Regions from separate parts of the Bombyx mori genome. Here region 2 is linked to region 1. The links are chromatin contacts, called in public Hi-C maps. All regions are on one chromosome and are shown on one strand. The core of a region is the stretch at or near the end of the contact, and the rest is flanking DNA. Distances in the headings are between cores, read along the strand shown.

Region 1 (6,866 bases), core at 1,160-3,659:
CAGTAGGGGCCAGCCAGTGGCTGGTTCGAGACCGTTTGTGTTCATTTTTATACAGGAGCCGACGAGCTTACGGCCCGCCTGACGCTAAGCTCACCAACCTTTTATACCACTAATCGGCACTCAAGATAGACCTTCAGAAAGAGTATTGCAGAAAGATTTCTCTTCATTAGTTGTTCATAATAGCTTATCATTAGAAATAATTATAACACTTTTTTTATTGCCTTTGTAGGCAGACGAGCATATGGCCCACCTGATGGTGAGTGGTTACCATCGCCCATTGACTTCAACAATTCCAGAGGCAGAGCCAAGCCGCTGCCTACCGTTAAATACTCTCCCCAAGCCTCGTTTGAAGAAGGACATGTCATAGCCCACGAGAAACACGGTGGAGGGGAGCTCATTCCAAAGCCGGATGGTACGTGGCAAAAAGATCTCTGGAAAAGCACTGTGGGTGAAGCAGTGGCTCCCGGTAGTATGGACGAACTTCTACTCTGCCGGCGGGTGGTGCGTGGGTAAAAACGAAATGATGGACTCATTTCAAACTAACTCTCAATACTAACAGTAAAATCGAAAGTGTGGGAAAGTTGTTTTTGGTATAATTTGCGAATAGCTGTTGGCGCCCAAAAGAGTGAAACTTGAAAAAGCCACACGCGCATCAATACTCGACGCTGCACATTGGAATCATTAATCATCACGCGCCCGTGTAGGGGGCGGACAGGAATAGATCGTGCACAGGTATCGCGAACTATATTTAGTTCGGACTTTTCATTTACTTTTACAGTAACGTCGGAGCGTGCCAAACGATCTCACACTGATAACGAAACTGAGTCACGACACAATACTGCGTGTGTATACTGCGGATGAGTGGAGGCGCTCGTCGACAGAAGCTCATCAGGCCGCGGGGGTAGCACCCACCTTTTCTTTAACCTATGCTGATAGCCTTAAGAGGCTATTTCAGCTACACCCTAGCGTGTAGGTGAGTTCACGGGGCTCAAACCGGAAGTGTTGCTAACACTGGCGCTAGAAAGCAGTGCTTCGCAGAATCTACCACCGGATCGGAAACGCGATCCACTGAGAAAATCCGGCGAGAAACTCAGTGGGCTGTGTCTATGGGTTAATTCGCTCGTCGAGCCCTTCGTCGCAAGCGATGGGTTCGACGAGGACGGTGACCGGTGCTTGTGATACCTAAAAGCACTGTTAATGGATCGGGAGGATCCGTAAATACGTGTTTAGGGTGATATGGACTCTTCACCATTCCGGGTATGTAGTAATTCCGGGCGGCCACGACAAAAGGGTTTTCGTGCCGTACCGCCTTCTCAAAGTGGCGCATCGTTGCGAACTGCATATACTTACTGATTGAGTCAAGCTCCAGGTCATCATGGTGATCCACATTCCTTAGAAACTATGGTGCTCTGACGGCTATTCTGCAAAAACGGGATTGAATGACTTGAAGAGCGCCCACCAAGAGACGCGAGGTTGTTGTCTCGACTGTATTAGAACGACGGAACCGACGGAAGGATTTATTTTGCAAACACACAGAACAAGCAGCAACATCAGTCACAGTTCAAACAAGGTGTGAATCTGTAGAACCAGCTCCCGCAGGTCTCTGTCGACTCAGCGAACGCTTAGACGACATCGCTGCACAACGAATGTTCCGTTATAGAGGTGCCGAGATGTCAGTCTACCACCAGCACCGATGTCACACAGAGACTGCCGGATATATGGGCATGTTGAAGCGTAATATCCGTCTGACTCTGGACTTCTTCTTCGTCACTTTCTTCATTACTGAAGGTCGTGTCCCTGAAACTTGACCGTGGCTGTCTCGTGAGTTGTTTCCATCTCGTCCGGTCCTCAGCTTCTCGAATGGCGGTTGCGACTGGCAACCCAGTTAGAGCGGTTATTTTGTCAAATTAACGGCTAGATAATCGGCCGCGGGGTCGTGTACGGTGACTAAAGTTTTTGACTTACACGGGATTTTTTCAAACAGTTTTTTGTAAGAATGGTTCTTTAAATATCGTAATGTATGGTACATAATACAAATCGCCGCTGACTGGTTATGGGGTAATAGAGAACGTAATTTCAAAGCGTCCGTAACTCAACGAGTCAGGTTTTTTGGTATCACCAGCCGACTGCTGAGGTGAGGTGTGTATTGTTTTTATTTATTGATATAATGCATTTCTCGTGCATAATAAAAAAAAAAAATTAACATTGTGTACTCCTTCTCTATACTATCTATAAGTGTGGGAATTTTCATAATCTTCCGTCCGCGCAATGTTCGTAAAAAGGGGCACAAAGGGAATGAAGGTTTTTGCTTTACTTATTAATATATAGATAACATAATATGTGCGCCTCTGCTGCGTAGTTTGGCATAGCTGTGGGTGGGACGGCGGCACAGTCGATGCGCACGAATCAATTAAATCCGTCCACGCTTTGACAGATATCGTTGGAATCCAACACACCCGCGCTCTAGGGCTGACCCGCGACACCGCGCCGCGAACTTCAACATTAGGTACTACAATAAACTCATTGACACATCACAACATAAGAACCAGTAGGCCTAATAATACGTTAGAATATGGACTTCCTTTCTTTGAACAGAATGCCATTCATCACGTCAAAAATCGATAAATCAAATACCTACATTATATAAAAGTAAGTTCGAAGTTCTAAATCGTCGTGGCCTAAAAGATAAGACGTCCGGTGCATACGTGTTGAGCGATGCACCGGTGTTCGAATCTCAGGCGGGTACCAATTCTTCTAATGAAATACGTACTCAACAAATGTTCACGATTGACTTCCACGGTGAAGGAATAACATCGTGTAATAAAAATCAAACCCGCAAAATTATATGTTGCGTAATTACTGGTTGTAGGACCTCTTGTGAGTCCGCGCGGGTACCACTGCTCTGCCTATTTCTGCCGTGAAACAGTAATGCCTGGCGGTTTGAAGGGTGGTGCAGCCGTTATAACTATACTTGAGATCTTAGAACTTATATCTCAAGGTTCTACTTTGTAGATGTCTATAGGCTCCAGTAACCACTTAATACCAGGTGGGCTGTGAGCTCGTCCATCTAAGCAATAAACTTTAAAAATGGAAACAATACAATACATGCCCAGCCTCGAACTTGTGACTTCTCGCACGAGAGACACGCGTGACGTCATTCCACGAACATTAACAAATAATTGATATGTAAGTACAGGACAGCCCTATTGCTTTACCTCCGCCCTCCCCGCGCGGTGGGGGTGCAGGTTAATAATGATTATATTAATATAGTTTAGGAGTCGTTACTGCGCGCACAGCGGCACAACTTGTCTAATATTGTAGTGTGCAAATATACGCGGTTACTGTAGACCAGGAGAGAACGAACTATTTGTGAATCGCACTTGTTAGCCGACTTTAACGTAAAGTGGTATTCGTTAGTTGATTGCAATGGAAATATATATATTTATTTATTTTTATTGCTTTAATGGGTATACGAGCTTATTTTCCACCTGGTGGTAAATGGTTACACTTTGAGACATGAGTCCCAAGGTCTTAGTTTTTACAGTACAACGGCTGCTTCAAGCCGAAACGCATTACTACTTCACGGCAGAAATATACAGGGTGGTGGCATCTACTCGTACGGATGCACAAGACTTCCTGCCACCAGTAATTAAGCAAATTATAATCACAGCGGAAGTTTTTTGTGAATATTTGATAAGTACGTATTATGTGAAAAAAAAATAGTAGGTACCCGTCCGCGGGATTCGAACACCGACACAGTCGCATCGCTTGTTACGTGTGCACGAGGCGGCTTATCTTTTAGGCCACGAAGACTTCAATCATAGAATAGAATAGTGTTTGAAATAAAAATATCAAGATTAGTTGCATTGTATACATTTTCTTGGATAATTATTTAGGTAGTCTGGGTGTTGATAGCATGGCGAGGTATAATTTAGCTGACGACTGCAAATAGTGCTCAACAGAAAATAATATTAAGAAGGCGGTTCGACGTTGAGCTTTTTCTGTGCCACGCGAGTGTGTTTGTGTTCTTGCAATCCATACGGTGTGCATTACCATTGAGACTTTGGACCAGTGTCTCATGGCCCCCGTACCCACCGGCCGCACCTACTCGCGCTGTGATGTCGGCGAGCTCCAGTACTTAACACGTCACGTCGTTTGCTTTAGGCTCTCGATAAATAAGCGGCGCCCATTTGTTTATATTTATTAAGATTGTTTGTAGCAAACAAATCATTGCTTACGTCGTCATAACTACTTTAATTTCGATCTTCCTGCTTCAAGAAAAGGATCAACAGCGCTCATTAAAATATTGTACATTTTCTCATTTCAGTTCGGAGACCTAGTTCTTACACCAGTGTTCGTCCAACCATCGAAACTCAATTTTAATTACAAACCACTAAAAATTTACATTCGTAAATTACACATTTTACATTACATTTACATTTTCTCATATTAAAATTTAATTATGTTTTTTTTGATAACACTGAGGCTTATCAACAACCTCTAAACAAAAAAATCAATGGGCGAACAGATAATAAAATGATAATGTGATGGTATTTTACTGGTTTGTCTATATACATACAAATATATAGATTTTTTCCTTCCTATGCTGGTAGCCTTAAAGGCTATGTCAGCGACACCAAGTAAGTAGGTGAGCTCTCGTGAGTCTAACCTGAGGACGTTGCTAACACTAGCCCAAGAACAGTGCTTCCCAGAATCGCATATATAAATCGCTAAACCAAGAGCGCGTTATTTAAATTGATAACAAAAGGAATCATTATGCTTGCTCCTATACTAGCAAGCATTTAAACACAAAATAATAGAATATTAAGGAATTACTGAAATTTCAATGACATCCAAAATATTCAGCACATTCTACTCACCGTCTGTTGTGCGAACTTTGTCATATTATGTCGTTTATTACATTATAATTTGTAAGCTCTCATTTCAGAGCTTTTGAAATTTGAACATTCCATTTAAAGAGGTAGGAGGTATTCAAAATTGTAAATATATTTAAGAAGACAAAAAAAACTGATTTTGAATAAGCTTTTTAAGGATATTCTTTTAAACCATCGTTTTGAAGTACCTATACTTACTACTCGTCTGTCTACGAAGATAATCTATATATAAAAATGAATTGCTGTTCGTTAGTCTCGCTAAAACTCGAGAACGCTTGGACCGATTTGGCTAATTTTGGTCTTGAATTATTCGTAAAATAAAGTCCAGGGAAAGTTTAAAAGGTGAGAAAATATAAAAAAGGTCAGAATTATATAAAAACAAACAATTTTGTTTTTCCTTTGACGTGTCCCCTTGATGTGTCTCTTATTTATCGATTGAGGCAATACGAAGTCTGCCGGGTCAGCTAGTAAACAATAAGCAGTTAAAACTGACAAGCTTAGGATCGAAATAGAAAAAAAAAAGTAGAAATATTGAAAATATTCAGAATGCTTCAACCACAAAATCACATAGACCTATAATTATTATTATTAACAATATGCAATACGATGTAGCAACCCTTCTTTTTTCAAAACTAGCTAAGTATGAATAGATGAGATGCGAGCTATTCACTAAGATTTCTTTCAAAAACACATGTTCCGAGTAATACGCGGCATAATGTAATAATGGGGGCGAGGGGCGGGGGCGCGGGGGCAGCAGCAGGGAATTTAATATCGGCGGGGTTAAGGCGACGTGCAAATAAAACTACCGACTAACCGCACTCGGGGTGTTAAGGGGAAGCTTGTGATCTCGAGGCTCGAGAGACTCAATAAAAGTAGTTTACTTCTTTGATACCTTCGTAACGAATATTATTCGAAAATACCTACATATTTCACTCACAATAGGCAAGTGTTTTCTCTTTAACTCTTGACTTTAAGCTATAGAAACACACGCCTGCACGCAATCAGATCGTCACGACTGAGAGCTGAATATACACATGACAAATTAATAGTTACATGCTGGTGTTAGCCTCAACGTAACGTAACGTGGCACACAGAGGCGGCGGCAACAGCTCAAGTCCGTCTCATATATTTACATTATTTGATTCAATAGAAAATAGATCGATACCATATTTCAAATCCTGAACACCACATTGTGTACAACACAACCGTCATTTCCATCACACACATCACACCACGACACACTCTTTGCTGTCGCCTCGCCGTTATATCAGCGTGACAAGTTACATACCAAGCTACTTATTTTGTAAACATATATGTATTATACACGTACTTGTTACTAAATCGTTTCATATATATTTTTAACAGTATTTTTTTATGAAGGAAAGGTTACTCGTGGCCCTGCGGCCACCTTGCCCTGCCTTTTCAGTTTCACCAGGACAGGTGGGCGAGCAATGGCTCAGCCAGGAGGGGTGGGATTAGCTAACAGCTGCCCGAGCGCCTACAAAGGAGACCTAACAACCCAAGGAGAGCTGCTTCGCGAATGAATCTACCACCGGATCGGAGTCGCGACCTGCTGAGAAGATCCGGCGAGAAACTCAGCGGGCTGATATTTAGGTTAGGTTGCACTAGGTTAGGTAGGGAATCTTGCTCCTAGTGTTGGAGCTGAAGGCGTCTAATGCAAAGGTATCTGGATTGGATCTGATGGATCCGTAAGGACGTGTCTAGGGTGTCGACGGTGACCTGCGTGATCAGGACTCGGAAAACAGTATTTTCTATATGCAATGATAAATTGTTAATGATAATTGATAAGGTTTGTTTAAAAAGTATATTTAAATGAACGTGAACTTCCCCTTAACGGAATGTCTGTGAGTATTTTTACAAACGTTATTACAGCGCGATTCAGCTTACTTTATTAAATTTTCGTACGGGTTGGCAGACGGAGCCCGCGATGAATAACTGCGGTTTTGTTTG
Region 2 (6,866 bases), core at 1,429-3,928, 350 kb after region 1:
CGCGATTTTTCTTTAATATTAATTTGTTTTCTTATTCTTTGCGAGATTTTGAAAGTTTCACGAATAACTCCACAAAGTTTTGGTGCGTCTTGTGTGTAGATAAGTAACAAACTAACTGAAGAGGTATGAAGAAGTGGGCTTTGACTACCGCATGCACGTGTTTTGTTTCTAAGAATTAGAAAAGACCCTACACTAAACTAAATCCTATTGTTTTCTTTCCTAATTTTAAAAGCCATTGAAGACAAATGTGGATACCTATTCAAATTGTTTACAATACAGCTTAGCCGGTCGTTCTAACAGATCTAATTCTCCGAAATATTAGTTAAATGTCGTCGTTTTATGAGGTATGTCGTTATTACCAATGTCGTAGAAAGCAATATTTTTAATAAGGCGGTCATATGGCATTCAGCCGGGACCTTTGTTCTTGGTTATTATAACCGGCATGTTGTATTAAACGATGTCGCAGTAAACGGTTTTGACTGTATTACTTAATGATTAGGTATACCTGTATCAATAGAGTAAACCCGATATTACCAAATTTTGTGTGCAATGTCAGAAAAGTGACAGGAATCATTTGCAAAATGTTGTGTTAATACATACTAATTAGTCTAATTATAGTTTGTTGAATATAGATAGCTTAATGCGCTCCGAACTGGCAGTGATATGGCTACGACTATATTCTGATGAAAAATAAAATCTAGTATTTTTTAACATTTTTCGATAGTCAAATTTTTCAAAGAGAACACACCTCGGGAAGTCTGTCAGTCTGTCGATCATTATGTCTGTCAATCAGTCCGTTGGCTATCTCGAGCTGGAACTCCAGCACCATTTGACGTAGGGTGATCCCTGAGATTGTCTAAGTTCTATCCGCGAGTCAAAGAATCTAATTTACAAGATACCAGATTGACTGTTTAATCCCTCAACCTTTCCTTCTCAGAGGAGCAAGCCTTGAGTTTCTTTACGGTTTCTCTGTCGTGGAACTTCATTCCGAATCGGTAAAAAACAAGTAGTCTTCAAGACCTTACCATAGTCATCATCGCTGATAACAGACGGCGACTAGGTACCACCTTCATATTATTTGTAGTCTTTAGCTAGTCATTGGATTTCTCATTAGAAACTCTTTTCTATTCACGTTTGAAGAGGAACAATAGCATCCGGGGAACAGGGCGTTCATGAGAGATTTTATTGCGTCAATTGTGAATATTTGTAGATACTAATAGGAGATCCAGGTCGTCACGGCTTGACAGAGAAGCGTAGACGACATGTGCAGATGCTCGCCGAGTACAAGATGCCCAGGGAGAGCCAAGAGGAGAACAACGGTTTTACGAAGACTAAAGTTTGGAAGTTAAATAAATTGATTTGAACTGGTTTCTTATTTCTTTCAACGTATTACTGTTCCAGTCCGCTTCGGCCGCCAAGCAATTCTTAACTACTGATACCATCCACCCCACGCTTTTTTTACAATAAAATCATTTTTTGTTACACTGTTTTTAATTCAAATTTATTAAAATTTATTTTCTATTTTTTAGTTGGATTTTCTATAAAAGCATATTTTTTTATATTATTTGTTTTCTGATTAAAGTATTTATTGGTGGCCGGAAGGCCTTTCCAGTTTCACCAGGACAGGTGAGCGAGCAGCAAAGGCTCAGCCACTATGGTGTGGTCAACTACACACAAGCGTTCGTACGGACCATAGATAATATTAAGTGTATTATCTATGGTTCTGAGCTTAGATCCCCTTGCCTTTCTTAATAAGGAAAAATTGTACAAAAAAAAATTTCTATAGCGCTGGAGACGCGGGAGGAAAACGGGTTACGATATTTTATTTTGAGGTTCACGTTCAAAGTTAGACAAAGAAAACGCTTATAAAACTTTTTATTATTCACAAAATACAAAAGGCTTTCTACAAGGCACTAGTTGGTTAGTTTGGGTTTCGTTACGTTGTAAAGTCGCTACAGTTCACACAGTTCGTACTTATGCACTAGTCGGTAGGACGCGAAGAAAACCTCTACCGCTCCCTCTCAGAAGTTACCATAAATTTAATCCGTTCTTTTTTTCATTAATTTAAGTAAATTTACCATACCATCCGAAAATCTAGTGTTAAAGTATATAACCGATGGTTTTTATTACCTAAATATAATAACAAATGTTAGGTACAAAATCTTACAGCTAAATCTAAATTATTTACATTTTAGTTTAACAAATATATACTTAAAATATAATTTTAGTTCAATAAATTTTAATTTAATTTGTTCAACCGTTTTGTACGTTACAAGTTTATTTATAAGACTTCACTTATTAAGTACTAGATGTTACAATTAAAAGTATATTGTAATTCATTAAAACTACACCTGTATTTTCTTCCTTCTCTAGTGTACAGATTTGAAATAATTTATAAAAGCGCCATCTCGCGGAAATTACCGGTACTATTTATTAAAAAGTACAGTGCCATCTAGCGGCAGTGAACACAATGCTCGGACGGATTTTTAAACGCTTTACAGTTGAATTATAATTGATAATTATGCATAGTGTTCGCGTACATTCCGTGTTTGGATCGCGCGGTGCGTCCTGAGTAGTGAGAGTACGTGTCCATGTCCATGGGCGCGTGCGGGTGCATGATGAGCACGGGCTGCAGCGCCAGAGACTTCCTAGAGCCGCTAACAGATGTCGCGTCCGTCACGTAGCCGTTGTTCACCTCACCTGCAATTGAGAATATGACATTTTGTATGACGAGAGCCAGGACCATATATTATATATATTAAAATTGAATGCCAGGACTCCTCACTTGGTAGCAGCCAGACCGAGTGCATTATTATAATTTGCGTAATTACTGGTGGTAGGACCTCGTGTGAGTCCGCACGGGTAGGCACCACCACACTGCATATTTCTGCCGTGAAGCAGTAAAGCGTTTCGGTTTGAAGGGTGGGGCAGCCGTTGTAATTACACTGAGACCTTAGAACTTATATCTCAAGGTGGGATGCGCATTTACGTTGTAGATGTCTATGGGCTCCAGTAACCACTTAACACCAGGTGGACTGTGAGCTCGTCCACCCATCTAAGCAATAAAAAAAAACCTTTTACAAACCACGATATATTATTGTATTTCTGATGCGCGTACTTCACTCCCGCGATTTTATGATCCAACAATATTTATGCAATTTGCATAAGTAAAATTATTTGCAAACCTTTATCACTAGGTCTCACAGAAGGGACATATTCAACATCTAAGTTGTTTTATTTTAACAATTAAAGCTTATTTAATGGTTTGAGTTCGCGTTTTTTTACTATCATTACATTAATTCTGTCATTTCGAATTCTCAACAGTTTTCTTGGTCGCAAAAACAAAACGTTTTTTATTTATTTATTTACTACTTAGACGGTTGGACGATCTTACAGCCCACCTGGTGTAAAGTGGTTACCGGTTATCGTACATAAGTCTCGCGCAAAGAACGTATTCTTGAGATATTAGTTAGTTGTTTTCACTTGGTCATGTACGTAGCTTAATCAGAGATGCATTGGTGTCGCCCGCCGTGGCAACCGTGATGGGAGCGGCCGCTGACGTTTGCTCCTGACCCAGATACGAACCAGGCCACTTAAGGTTTTCTTTATTGCATAGATGAGTGGACGAGCTCACAGCCCACTTGGTGTTAAGTGGTTACTGGAGCCGGTAGACATCTACAACGTAAATGCGCCACCCACCTTGAGATATAAGTTCTAAGGTCTCAAGTCTCGGCTGCCCCACCCTTTAAACCGAAACGCATTACTGCTTCACGGCAGAAATAGGCGGGGCGGTGGTACCTACCCGTGCGGACTCACAAGAGGTCCTACCACCAGTTTTGCGGGTTCGATTTTTATTACACATTATTATTCCTTCACCGTGGAAGTCAATCGTGAACATTTTTTAAGTACGTATTTCATTAGAAAAATTGGTACCCGCCTGCGGGATTCGAACACCGGTGCATCGCTACACACGAATGCACCAGACCTCTTATCCTTTAGGCCACAACGACTTAGATTTTAGTGGTTACTGGTAGAGTGGAAGGAAGGGGTCGCGGAACCACAGACCCGTGTGATGGTCTGACCAGGTCTGCATCGCTTTCGGAGCCACCTTCAACGACACTCTTTCAGTAGCCGAATACAAAACTAGAGCATGACATCGCGACAACGAAAATCACGCACGAAGGTCACGACCCTCGGACATGAGGGGGAGGATCACGCCAGACTACCAGACACACATACCAGATCAGAACCGCTTATCTGGAACGTCTTGAACAGAAAACTGTCTCCGATCTCGGGGTACCGGGTTTAGTCATAGTAACAACCATTACGCCAACAAAACAATAGAAATAGAGGATGGGTAAATTGAAAAAATGAGGGAACGGTAAAGATACCTACAAACACTCGAACAGCGAATTAGACGCGAGAAAATATTAATTTATATATTATTATTTTTATCCTACCTATGCTGATAGCCTTGATAGGCTATTTCAGCTTCACCCTAAGGTGTGTAGGTGAGCTCACGGGGCTCAAACCGGAATGTTGCTAACACTGACCCTCGCAAGAGCAGTGCTTCGCAGAATCTACCACCGGATCGGAAACACGACCCACTGAGAAGATCCGGCGAGAAACTCAGTGGGCTGTGTCTATGGGTTAATTAATAATTAATATTTAATAATTAGGGCTCTTCGAGCCCTTCGTCGCAAGCGATGGGTTCGACGAGGGCGGTGACCGTATATATCACATTTGCTAACAAAATAATAGAAATAGAGGATGAGTGAATTGAAAAATTATAAATTTTTTTTTTATGGATTTTATGACCTGGTAACTAAGACCTTTAAGTCATGTCTTATTTTAATTTATATTCTTATTTTTATGATAAATGATAATATGAAGTGAAATGAAATGAAGATGATTAATTTGAGGCATTAATCAACTGGGATGACATTAAATGAAATGAGATGATATGGAATGAAATATAATCGCAGTAAAATGGTGGTCATTTACTGAGATTTGAAAAATAATAATGAGGAAATCGTAAAGTTATCCCTCAAACCTTCGAACAGCGAATTAGACGCGAGAAAATATTAATTTATATATCACATTTGAGGTCGCCACCGGTCGTATGCTCCTTTAAGCATTTTATTATGCGTGACATGTAACACTAACACGCTTCTATTACTTAATCTCCGAAAGATTCTAACCTCGACTCTAATTCCGATCAAATATTCAAATTTCTAATTTAATTGGCGTTCGTAAAATGAATTTATGTAATTTTTAGGAATTTCGATAAGGTGTTGCAGTAATAGCGCTCTGGTGGGTGCGGTCGGACTTCGGGGCGTTTCGAAAGAATACGATTTGTGCACAGGTACCAGCGACATGTCAGATACGCGAACCCTCGGGTTAGAAGTTCGATAGAGGTAGTAGTCGTCGTGGCCTAATGGATAAGACGCCGGGTGTATTTATATCGAGCGATACCACTGTGCCGGTGTTCGGATCCCGCAGACAGACTTATTTTTGAAATCAAATACACACTTTTATTGCTTAGATGTGTGGACGAGCTCACAGCCCACCTGGTGTTAAGTAGTTACTGGAGCCCATAGACATCTACAAAGTAAATGCGCCACCCACCTTGAGATATAAATTCTAAGGTCTCAAGTAAAGTTACAACGGCTGCCCCGCCCTTCAAACCGAAACGCATTACTGCTTCACGGCAGAAATCGGCGGGGTGGTGGTACCTACCCGTGCGGACTCCCAAGAGGTCCTACCACCAGTAAAAACCACTTAACAACTGTTCACGATTCATTTCCACGATGAAGGAATAAAGTCGTTTAATAAAAATCAAAACCGCAATAATTCATTATAATTTGCGTAATAAATAGGCTATTTGTTACTTCGACTTAATATCTCAATGCGAATGGCCGCATTTAGGTACGTTGTAGATGTCTATGGGCTCAGGTAGCCAATTAACACCAGGTGGGCCGCGAGCTTATTCACCTGACTGAATAATCTATACTTATATATAAAAATGAATTGCTGTTCGTTAGTCTCGCTAAAACTCGAGAACGGCTGGACCGATTTGGCTAATTTTGGTTTTGAATTATTTGTGGAAGTCCAGAGAAGGTTTAAATTAAATTAATTAAATAAAAATAAATTTGTTTTTCCTTTGATGTGTCCCCCGTCGGACGGATTCCTTTTGTTTATTTTAAGTTTATTTTATACAAAAGTTTAGATCTTTTATTTATCTATTGAGGCACTACGAAGTCTGCCGGGTCAGCTAGTAAACAATTAAGTAACAAATTTTCCATATTTTTTGGGTAGACAGATATGCATACCTAAAAAACACAATTGATTTTAACGTTACCACAAAAATAATGTCCATACTTAACCAGCGCTTAATTTTAGTGACCACGAGAAGTATGGACTGTTCCGTTACGTTACACAGAAAATAATAAAGTGAAAATAATAAAAGCGTAGAATAACGCGTGAAGCGTATTTAATTTAAAACAGTTTGTTTGATCGTTATTTATTTTAAATTCAAAGTTAGAATTACAAACAATCTGGATAGTTCGATGCTTATTTGTTTAAAGGATTATTGTTTTTTTTTTAAATATGTTTATGAGTGTTTATTTCCGTTCACTTCGCCCTCTACCGCCCCTAAGTGTGGGGGGCGGGAGGACACACCCAGAGTTGTAACTTCGTACAGTATTTTAATTTCTTAGATGGGTAAACGAGCTCACAGCCCACCTGAAGTAACCGGTTACCGAAGCCCATAGACATCTATAACGTAAATGCGAGCCACCTTGAGATTATAAGCTCTCAGTATAGTTACAACGGCTGCCCCAACCTTCAAAACGAAACGCATTACT

Evidence for each region. A called contact is a pair of places that touch in the nucleus more often than the background predicts.
Region 2: a contact with region 1 is called in a Hi-C map of posterior silk gland, with 1.9 times the contacts expected there. The contact joins two enhancer-like sites. A contact is called at or near these places in 2 of 7 Hi-C or Micro-C datasets (middle silk gland and posterior silk gland).

The regions. Positions count from the first base shown.
Region 1 is chr28:109,867-116,732 of ASM3026992v2, forward strand. No RefSeq gene overlaps it. Among protein-coding and RNA genes, the nearest start is that of A1, 7.1 kb to the left of the region's middle. Within about 2 kb of position 2,410, at least 2 of the 8 cell types and tissues checked have open chromatin away from gene starts, as enhancers often do.
Region 2 is chr28:462,068-468,933 of ASM3026992v2, forward strand. LOC101743003 (LHFPL tetraspan subfamily member 3 protein) reads right to left here. Exons shown (of 4, transcript XM_012696653.4): 4 at 1,859-2,700. The coding sequence ends at 2,507. LOC101742711 (electron transfer flavoprotein beta subunit lysine methyltransferase) reads left to right here. Exons shown (of 5, transcript XM_062676776.1): 5 at 1,211-1,368. The coding sequence ends at 1,363. Among protein-coding and RNA genes, the nearest start is that of TRNAA-UGC, 4.9 kb to the left of the region's middle. Within about 2 kb of position 2,679, at least 8 of the 8 cell types and tissues checked have open chromatin away from gene starts, as enhancers often do.